Regions from separate parts of the Mus musculus genome. Here region 2 is linked to region 1. A link is a contact called in public capture Hi-C data. All regions are on one chromosome and are shown on one strand. The core of a region is the stretch at or near the end of the contact, and the rest is flanking DNA. Distances in the headings are between cores, read along the strand shown. Region 1 overlaps Vmp1 (vacuole membrane protein 1). Region 2 has its middle 33 kb from the start of Ypel2.

Evidence for each region. Capture Hi-C pulls out chosen DNA fragments and counts their contacts.
Region 2: a contact with region 1 is called in a capture Hi-C map of bone marrow-derived macrophages, with 10 times the contacts expected there. The contact joins two enhancer-like sites. A contact is called at or near these places in 1 of 484 Hi-C or Micro-C datasets (cortical neurons), 3 of 115 datasets of contacts at active chromatin or transcription factors (large pre-B cells, microglia and pancreatic cancer cells) and 1 of 9 other capture datasets (bone marrow-derived macrophages).

The regions. Positions count from the first base shown.
Region 1 is chr11:86,616,383-86,621,760 of GRCm38.p6, forward strand. The region is part of intron 7 of Vmp1 (vacuole membrane protein 1); the gene reads right to left. Gm51914 (a long non-coding RNA gene) reads left to right here. Exons shown (of 3, transcript XR_003949749.1): 2 at 1,870-2,018; 3 at 3,964-4,060. Among named protein-coding and RNA genes, the nearest start is that of Gm51914, 5.6 kb to the left of the region's middle. Within about 2 kb of position 2,374, at least 11 of the 459 cell types and tissues checked have an H3K27ac peak or open chromatin away from gene starts, as enhancers often do. A contact at or near this core is called in bone marrow-derived macrophages, where this site is marked.
Region 2 is chr11:87,023,686-87,029,063 of GRCm38.p6, forward strand. No RefSeq gene overlaps it. Among named protein-coding and RNA genes, the nearest start is that of Ypel2, 33 kb to the left of the region's middle. Within about 2 kb of position 3,061, at least 91 of the 459 cell types and tissues checked have an H3K27ac peak or open chromatin away from gene starts, as enhancers often do. A contact at or near this core is called in bone marrow-derived macrophages, where this site is marked.

The DNA of each region.
Region 1 (5,378 bases), core at 1,124-3,623:
TCACCACATACTCCATCTTTCCCAGCTCTCCACCACACACTTGTCCATCAGGGTAATGCTCACAGCAGGTGACTGGATATCTTTTGTTTGGCTTTCAAGGCCCAGTGCAGCTTGGTTTAGTACTTGAGTATCTTCTCCATTTTTACTAGATTTAGTTGTGTGTGTGTGTGTGCTTGTGTGCATGTGAATATGTATAAGTGGCAGGCCAGAAGAAAGTGTTAGATCCCCTGGAGCTAAAGTTAGAACCCACCTGATCAGGGTGCTGAGGACTGACTTTGGGTCCTCTGGAAGGAAAGCAAATGATCTTAACTACTGAGCCATTTCTAAATCCCCTACCTACCAGCTTAGCTGACTATATGCTAAAACCCATTCTGATCTAATAGTGTTCTTGATTTTGTTACTGAAATAGCTTCAAGGTTAGTATTAAACCCTTCAGAGTAGGCCTGGTGTAGTGATGCACGCCTTAGTCCCAGCACTGGGGAGGCAGAGGCACACACATGCACATGTATGTACACACACTTAAGGGATGAAAAACTGATTGTAACTAGAAATCTGAAAAATACAGATTTTGTTCTTATTTATTATATCATCTAGTGTGATTTCATTAAACTAATAAACTAAATTTCCTTGTGAAATTTAGTGACAAGGGCATCTTTTTATTAAAAAAAAAAACAACTTAAAAAAATTTTTTAACATGGGTGTTTTAATTGGATGCCACATGTGTGTCTGATGCTCACAGAGGCCAGAACAGGGTATCAGATTCCCTGGTACTGTAGTTAACTAATGGCTGTGAGCTGTTGTGTATGTATTAGGAATCTGAACCCAGGTCTTCTGGAACAGCAGCCAATGTTTTAAATAACCATTTGAGTGACCTCTCCTGGCCCTGGCATTCTCTCCTTAATGAACAGAATAAAATTATAAGATTACACATATGATACAAATACATACTATGTGCTATAGGTTGAAACAGTCTGTATGGCAGAGTGTGGAGAAAAGCAATCTTTGAAAGGTAATCAGCTCATGGAGACACTGCCTTGTGAATGAAAAATCATAAAAGGGGCAGCTGTACTGGCTCCCACTCCTTTCTTTCTTTCTTTCTTTCAATTTTTTTTCCAAGACAGGGTATCTTTCTCTGTGTAGCCTTGGCTGTCCTGGAACTGGCTCTGTAGACAAGGCTGGTGTTGAACTCGGAGCTGCCTGCCTCTGCCTCCTCAGTGCTGGGATTAAAGGCATGTGCCATCACCTCTAGGTACTCTTTTCTTTAAAAAATTTTTTGAAATTAAAATATAATTACATCTTTCCTACCTCTAATCCTTCCTATGTATCTTCCCTTGCTGTCTCTCAAACTTATGGCCTTCATTTTCTTTGTTTTACACACACACTCTTAGTTATATTCCTAAATATATAAATGTAACCTGTTCTGCCCATATAGTATTACTGTTATGTAGACAACTGCAGGGCCAAACACTTGGTCCCTCCTTCTCTTTTACCATGATACACTCTAACATATTGTCATCCAACAAGAGGCCTTCACAGGCTATGGCCCATATGCCACAAACATCCCATGAACCATGTAAGCTAAATAAAGTCTTATTTACTCAGTTTCTGCTATTCTGCTATAGTAGGAGAACAGGCTACAACACTATTTCTACAGACATTTATTTCAGTTACACATATGTTAGGCTCTGGAATGCAAAGGACAATGCATTTTGGTATTGTGGGCTATAGCAAAAACAGCACCTAAACCAGTATCAGTGATCAAACCTCAACTTAGCACAAAGAGAGTTTCATGGCACTTCACCCAAACTATACCTTCAAATATTAAATAGAAATTGGTGTTTTTTTTCCCCTGAAAATAAAATCTATGAGGCCTGTGAGACAGTTCAGTGGATAAAGGGAACTGTGGCCAATAGACAACCTACATTTGAGTCCCAAGAACCCAAATGATGGGAGGAGAAACCAACTTTACAAGCTGTTCCCTGATCTCGCCATGCAAGCTGTATGCATCCTCCCTGACAGTAAGTACATGCACAAATAAATATATAAATATGCAAAAATCATGTCAGGGCATGTGTGGTAGCATACACTGTAATCCTGGTATTGTGAGGCTTTGCTTTAAAAAAATGAAAAAAAATGTTATATGTAATTTACAATGAAGAACAAACATTTCAAGTGCTAAAATAGGAAGCTGTTAATCACAATCAGGCTTCCATGGCATACAGATGTAAAGTGTCACCAAATTTATTTTTGCATAGGAACAGGCAGTTCAAATATTTTCCAAACTCAAGTACATGAGCTGAGCTGAGGAAGGCAGTGTGTCAGAGAACTTGCTGAGCAAGCAGCAAGACAGAGTGGAAAGCCCAGGCTGGGAAAGCCCAGCAAAGCCATGCAGATTCACAACCCTAGTGTTGTGGAAGACAGAGTACACTGGGACCTGCTGTTCACCAGTCTCCAGATTCAGAGAGAGAGAGAGAGAGAGAGAGAGAGACAGACAGACACACACACACAGACACACCTCCTGTCAAAAGAAACAGGGCTGAAGTGATGGAGCCAGGATATCTGGTGCCTTCCTCTGGCCCCCAGCACACATACAGGGGTGTATATGTACTTGCCTGCACACAAGTATATACCACACATATACTCTTTTTTTTTTTTTTTTTTTTAAAGGCAGAGTCTCTCTATGTAGCTCTGGCTATCCTGAATCTTTTTACACAGACCAGTCTGATCTCAAAAAAAAAAAAAAAAAAAAAGTCACAAAGATCTGCCTGCTTCTGCCTTCTGAGTGCTGAGATTAAAAATGTGTGATATCATGCCTGGCTCATACAGATTCCTTTTTTAAATGGAGACAGAACAAATGTACACTATACACGTTAAAAATATACATTCTGATAGATTTTATAAAAATAAAAGGCGTGGGGGCTGGAGAGATGGCTCAGTGGTTAAGAGCACTGACTGCTCTTCTGAAGGTCCTGAGTTCAATTCCCAGCAACCATATGGTGGCTCACAACCATCTGTATCGAGATCTGGCGCCCTCTTCTGGAGTGTCTGAAGGCAGCTTCAGTGTACTTACATTAAATCAATCAATCAATCAATCAATCAATCAATCAATCTTAAAAAAAAAAAAAAAAAAAAGGGCATGCGCCACCACGTGGTGGCACACTCCTTTAATCCCAGCACTTGGGAGGCAGAGGCAGGTGAATTTCTGAGTTCGAGGCCAGCCTGGTCTACAGAGTGAGTTCCAGGACAGCCAGGGCTACACAGATTAACCCTGTCTTGAAACCACCAACCCCCCCCCAATAAAAAAATAAACGTGTTAATTACCATTGAGATGAGACACAGAACGTTACTCTAGGAAGTCAGTCTTTTACCAGAGCAATTACCCTCCTGAATGTTTAGAGCTACAGTTTTAGCTTTTCCTATTTTTGAGCTTAATGAGAACAGGATTACTGCAGAATGTCCTCTTGCAGGTCTGGCATTGTTAGCTCTACATTACATCTAGTGTTTCTTCCACGCTGTTAATGAATGTGGAGTAACCAAACTGCTAAAGTGATATGTGTTATTCTATTGTACGAATATACCACAATTTGTTCTAATGTTAGTATAATACTAAAGTTGTCAGTCTGAGATAATTATAAATAATACACAGTGGTGACACATGTCTTTAATCCCAGCATTTGGGAAGCAGAGGTAGGTGGACCTCTGTGAATTCAAGTCTATAGAGTAAGATCCAGTACAGCCAGGGCTACCCTGTCTCAAAAAACCAAAACCAAACCAAACCAAACCAAACCCAGTATCTCCCACAAGTACTATTACTATTACTTTGGATGGGGTCTTACTGTATAACCCAACCTTGTCTAAACCTGTTGGGTCTTTATGCATCACCCCCTAAGTGTTTGGATTACAGTAGTATCCTAACCATGTCTGGCTTACTCTAACTTAATACTCTTTTTGTTTTGTTTCCAGGGGATCTAAGACCTTCCATTGACTTCTATGACACTTGCACACATACATGAATACACATACTCAAACATACATTAATAAAAATAAAACAAATTCCTTTTAAAAAATGAGGCTGATGGTTTTGTTTCTTGAAACAGGGTCTCACTATGTAACCCTGGCTGCCTCAAATTCTCCATGTAGACCCAATCTGACCTCAAACTTACAGAGACCTGTTTACCTCTGTCTCCTAAGTGCCGAGATTAAAAATGTGTCCCACCACACCTGGCACAGCTTAAGAGCGCTTGCTCTCTTTCAGAAGACTAGAGTTCAGTTCTGTGAACCCATGTTAAACAGCTTACAACCTCCTGTAACTTCAGCTCCAGGGGATCTAAGACCTTCCATTGACTTCTATGACACTTGCACACAGACATGAATACACATACTCAAACATACATTAATAAAAATAAAACAAATTCCTTTTAAAAAATGGGGCTGATGGTTGAATCCGTAAAGCACTTGTTGCATAAGGTTTTTAAGGTTTGTATCTAATAATTTTATTATGGGTTGGAAAAGATTAAAATACCTTTTTGTTTGTTTTGTTTTTCAAGACAGGGTTTTGCTGTGTAGTTCTGGCTGTCCTGGAACTCTCTCTGTACACCAGGCTGTCCTCAAACTCACAGAGATCCACCTGCTTCTGCCACACAAGTGCTGGGATTAAAGGTATTTATATTTACTACTACCGCCCTGCTAAAATACATCTTTAAAATGACATTTTAAAGAGTCAGCTCTCTTCACCATATGGGTCTCAGAGATTAACTCAGCTCACCAGCCTTTATAGTCAGCACCTGTACCTGTGATCTAGCTCACCAGCCCTAAAGTCATTTCACTGTTCTTTTATTTATAAACAAGTTAGTATAAATACTCACATTCGAATGGAATCAAAGAGAAATGCAGACACACACACACACACACACACACACACACACGCGCGCGCGCGCGCGCGCACACAGTGGCTGGGTATGGGAGGATGTGTACTTGTAACCTTGGTTTACCGTAGGGTAGGGCAGGAGGACTGCAAGTACAGGGCTACTGTGGACCACACAGGGAAAGAGCCCCGTCTCTAAAACAGCCAAGGCAACATATACCAGTGAATCTTCTATGACAGTACACAACGGTCAGTGCAGGGAAAGGTCAAAATTATTCAGATGAGCTTAAACACTTAAAGCTTTGAAAACTAAGCTATGAAACAGCCATAGACAGAAAATGTAGCCTGATACAGAAGGAGGGTATTGAGCCTAGCAGCATACACCTCTGATCCCAGCACACGAGGCAGAAGCAAGTGGGACTAGGGAAAACCGTGGCAGAAAAAATATTAAGTGAGGCCAGCAGGAGCCTACAGAGCAAGCAAGGCTATACAGCAGGACCTTGACTCAAAACAA
Region 2 (5,378 bases), core at 1,811-4,310, 410 kb after region 1:
GATATAAGGAATCATCTAGATTCCATTTACAGAGGTGGGGGATTTACCCCAAATGTGGTCATCCATCCTATGAGCTGATGTTCTGAACTGAGAACAGAGGCAGAAAGTGAATCAAGCTCTAAAGTCCCTCACCCTGTGTCCTGACTGTGGGTGTGTGTGGCCTTCACTCCTGCCGTCACACCGCAAACTTTGAGCCCAAATGCACCCTAAATTATTTTTTACCAGGTCTTTAAAATTTTTATTACATTTATTACATTTTTTATTAATTTATTGCATTTTGTTTGTCTGTGCATGGAGGTCAGAGGACAACCCTTTCCTTCCACTATGTGTGTCTTCATGATGGAGCTCATGCTGTCAGCCTTGGTGACAAGGCACCCTTATCTGCTGAGCTACCAGGCTGGCCTCTGTCAAGTACTTTTGTAGCAGCTACAAGAAAATAACCAGCAGCCGGGTGTGGTGGTACACACCTTTAATCCCAGCATTTAGGAGGCAGAAACAGGTGAATTTCTGAGTTCCAGGCCAGCCTGGTCTACAAAGTGAGTTCCAGGATAGCCAGGGCTACACAGAGAAACCCTGTCTCGAAAAAACAAAACAAACAAACAAACAAAAAAAAAGTAACCAGCACAGTTATCTCTAAAACTGTGTGTGTGTGTGTGTGTGTGTGTGTGTGTGTGTGTGTGTGTGTATGAGTGTGTACATGTGTGTGAATGTGTATGAGAGAAAGAGTGTGTATGTGAGAGATTGTGTGTGTGCTTATATGTGTTGACTGTGTGTGTGTTGTGTGTGGCTGGGCAGTTGTGGTGCATGCCTTTAATCCCAGCACTTGGGAGGCAGAGGCAGGCAGATTTCTGAGTTCCAGGCCAGTCTGAGTTCCAGGACAGCCAGGGCTGCACAGAGAAACCCTGTCTTGAAACAAACAAAACAAACAAACAAACAAACAAACAAGAGAGATTTTGTGTGTGTGTATATGAGATTGTAAGTATAAGATTGTGTGTGTGTGAGCGTGTGCATGTATGTGTGTGTGCGTGTGCACATGCACGATTTTTCTATATAGCTCATGCTGGCCTTGAACTTGCCATCTTCTTGCATCTGCCTTCTAGACACTGCAACTACAAGCATGTGCTCAAAGTTATCTGCTAGGGAGGTAGAAGCAGGAGGATTCCTGGGACTGGCTGCCCTTTAGCCTATCCTAGAACATAAACTCCAAGTGTTCAGGAATGGGAGCTGCCTTAAAGGACTGAAGAGAAAAACTTCCAACACTTTTCCTGCCCTCTACATGCAAGGACAGGCACACACATCTGCACATATATGTGCACACACACACACACACACACACACACACACACACACACTCATAACTGTTGTGCCATCTCCCCAGACCCCACCTTACTTTTTAAGACAGGGTCTCTTCATTGGCCTGGAGCTTACAATTAGGGTAGACTGACTGGCCATAGGGCTCCTCCTGTCTCAGCCTCCCAGTGCTGGGGTTACAGGGTGGTCAAATAGCCTTGATTTTTTTCTTTTTCACTTGAGTTCCAGGGATTGAACTCAGGTGCTCTCCTGAGCTGTCTCCCCAGCCCTCTCCTGAGCTGTCTCCCCAGCCCTCTCCTGAGCTGTCTGTTTCCCCAGCCCTCTCCTGAGCTGTCTCCCCAGCCCTCTCCTGAGCTGTCTGTCTCCCCAGCCCTCATTTTGGCTTTTTGAGGCAGGGACCCACATAGGCACATCTGACTTTGAATTCGCTCTTCAAGTAAAGCTGGTTTTAAATTCATCATCTTCCTGCCTCACTTTCCCAGGATTGGGAAATCCTTGTAATTCCAGATGGTTTCTAAATGTTTATTTCAGAATCACATGGCCTACAAAATGATGACTTATAGTCATGTGCCCGACCAAAAGGGAAGAGGATGCTCTGTGGAGGAGGAGGGGCTGGGAAGAACATTTGCAAGGAACATTGGCAGCACACCCGAGGACATTATGTTAGTACTAAGAATTACTGCTTCACTACTGGTAAACTTTTTATTATTTTATTTTTAATTTTAAATTTTTATTTAAGGTATACTTACACTTATTTCCTTGAGACAGAATATTACTATGTAACTCAAACTCACCTGAAACATTGCTATGCTGGTCTCAAACTCACCATGTAACCCAGACTGCCCTCAAACTTGTAGAAATCCTCCTGCTTCAGACTTCCAGAGTGCCAGGATTATTTATATATGTGAGGCACAGTTTCTGCTTCTGCCTTTGTTTGTTTGTTTGTTTAAATTGTTTTGTTTTGTTTTTGTTTTTCAAAACAGAGATTCTCTGTGTAGCCCTGATTGTTCCAGAAATCACTCTTTAGACCAGGCTGTCCTAGAACTCACTCTGTAGACCAGGCTACCCTTACTCTCACACAGATCCACCTGCCCCTCCTCCTGAATGCTGAGATTAAAGGCATGTGCCGCCATGCTAGGCAATTTCTGCCCTTTTCCTTTTTACAGCATTAATAAGAGCTGACCATGTTTGCAAATCACAAAAGGTTGAGATCACGTTAGGCGGCCCGAAGACTAGCTGGTTTTACCTGCTCAGGGATTCGTCAAGCCTGTTGCCAACTTTGTTTGCTTTCCTTCTTTAGATTGTTTGTAAGTACTAGAGATTGAATTTAGGGCCTCTCACATGCTGGCCTAGCATCCTACCACCCCATCACTCTGCCATGTATCGGATTCCCAGCTCCTTATAAATACCAGGGGTGGAAGAGCATGCCTGTACTCCCATTGCTTGGGAAATAGAGGGAGAGGATCAGGAGTACAAGGCCAGGCTTGGGTCAAGAGAGAAAGAGAGAGAGAAAAGAAAGAGATGAGGGAGAAGGGAAGGAAGGAGAGGAGGGCAGGGTAAGAAAGGAAGAGAAGGAAGGAAAAGAAAGAGCAAGAAAAATATCCAGGGACATTTCTTTTGGCTAACTTCCCAGATGAGTTGGCCAGAGAACAAGCAGGAAATGAAGACATAGGCAAGTAGGCATGGTGACAGTTGTTTAACAGGAGGTCATTTGCATGGGCGTGGAGGAACCTCAAGCTCAAGCAGGAACAGTGGCCCTCACCTCCGAGTGGAGGACATTGCTTGCTACTAGAACCTAAGAGGAAGGCTGCCCTGGGCACACAGATGTCTCCAAATAAGCTTGTCCTTCTGGCACAGGACGTTAGCCCAAAGTAATCCAAGAGAGAGGCCTCGGAGAATAAACACTAACCTCACTCTTTCTGGTCTCAAGGATAGTTCCATAGTGGCTCACAAACACTGTCACAGCTCTCTGTAACTCCAGGTCCAGAGGGTATGGTGCTCTCTTCTGACTCCAAGGGCACCAGGCACATGCAGACAAGCATTTGTATACATGAAAGAAAATAAATTTAATTCTTAAAAAAGTAACATGCCAGTTCTAAGTGTTAAGATTCACAGACGTTTAGCCAGACATAGTGGGACATCTTAGCACATGGAGGGACGAGGCAGGGGCAGGGACAGAGGCAGATCTCTGTGTTTGAGGCCAACCTTGTCTACAGAACAAGTTCCAGAGCAGCCAGGACAACACAGAGAAACCCTGTCTAAACAAGCAAAAACAAACATAAAATTCATGTGTTTTTTGTTTTGTTTTGTTTTGTTTGTTTTTTTTGTTTTTTGTTTTTGAGAAAGGGTTTCTCTGTGTAGCCCTGGCTGTCCTGGAACTCACTTTGTAGACCAGGCTGGCCTCAAACTCTGAAATCTGCCTGCCTCTGCCTCCACAGTGCTGGGATTAAAGGCGTGTGCCACCACTGCCCAGCTTAATGTTTTTGGCTTTTTTTTTTTTTAATGGTCTTGTTTTTATTTTTGGAATAGGATCTTACTGTGTAGCCAAGGCTAGTCTAAGGCTAATTGTGTAGCCCAGGTTGCCTTCAAACCTATGACAATTCTTCTACCCCAGTGTCCCAAATATTGGAATTATGGGTTTGAGCCACCATCCCTGGCATTATTTTTTGGTCTTTTTTTTTTTTTTTTTTTGGTTTTGTTTTGTTTTTTTTGAGACAGGGTTTCTCTGTATATCCCGGGCTGTCCTGGAACTCACTTTGTAGACCAGGCTGGCCTCGAACTCAGAAATCCACCTGCCTCTGCCTCCCGAGTGCTGGGATTAAAGGCATGCGCCACCACGCCCGGCTTGTTTTTTGGTCTTAAGATTCTCTTTCTTCATTTAAAAACAAAAACGGAGAGATGGCTCAGAAGTTGGGAGCACTGACTGCTCTTCCAGAAGACCCAGGGTCAATTCCCAGCACCTACATGACAGCTCATAACTTCTGTAACTCCAGTTCCAGGAAATCTGACATCCTCGAAGAGGCATACATGCAGGCAAAACACCAATGCAAATTAAAAAGAAAAAGTCAAAGAATCATCAGAGACTAGCAAGTACATTTGACACACAGGGGTGGTCCCCTTTTCAACTCAAATTGGGGACTTTTCATAGGATAGGACAGTATTGCAAGTCGAATGTGGTGGCATACACCTGTATTTCAAGCACTCAGGATGGAGTCAAGAGGAATGCTACAAATTCAATGGTAGCCTGGGATACAGAGCAAGTGCCAGGCCAGCCAGAGCTACAGAGTGAGACCTCACCTCATCCCACCATTAACAAAACAAACAACGACACAGAAACAAATTAAACCCCGCTATCTGCCTGCCTTTCTGTACTCTGTTATTGTTGAATGGTCAACTACAGATAAGTAAGAAAAACCACAGTTCATGAAAAGACTGAGAAGATCCAAGCATGGGGCTAGAGAGGTGACTCAGCTGTTCTGAGCACTCTCTGCTCTCCTAGAGGACCTGGGTTCCCAACACTCACAATGGCCTGTAACTCCAATCCCGAGAGATCCAATGCCCTCTGCTGGCTTTCTCTAGTACCAGGCACAAACACACACACACACACACACACACACACACACACACACAGGCAAACATTTATACACATAAAACAAAATAAATGAGAACCTAAGAAGTGGTAGAGGACCCTAACTAAGCTTCCACTTAGAGCCAGGTGGTCTTATAAATTATCTTTGAGAATTTCATCTGAAGTCCAGTTACTATGTTAAAAAAAATTAGGAATTTTTGGATAAGGCCAACTACTCTGTCCGGTGATTTCAGGAAACACATGAGAGAATATGTAAAAGTGAATTAAATCTAAACACAATTGCTGTAAAAGAATAATCCTGTTTTGAAAGAAACAAGCACAGTTTATTTTTCGAGAATGTAACCTAGAGACACTGGGTGACAGGTGTTCCTCTGTAGTGAGGTCACATTAGCTTTGTTGTCACTGAACAAAAGACAGTTATGCATCAATACATTTCTAGATTACAAGGTAGGGGGATACCAAAAGTAGATCTCTCTCC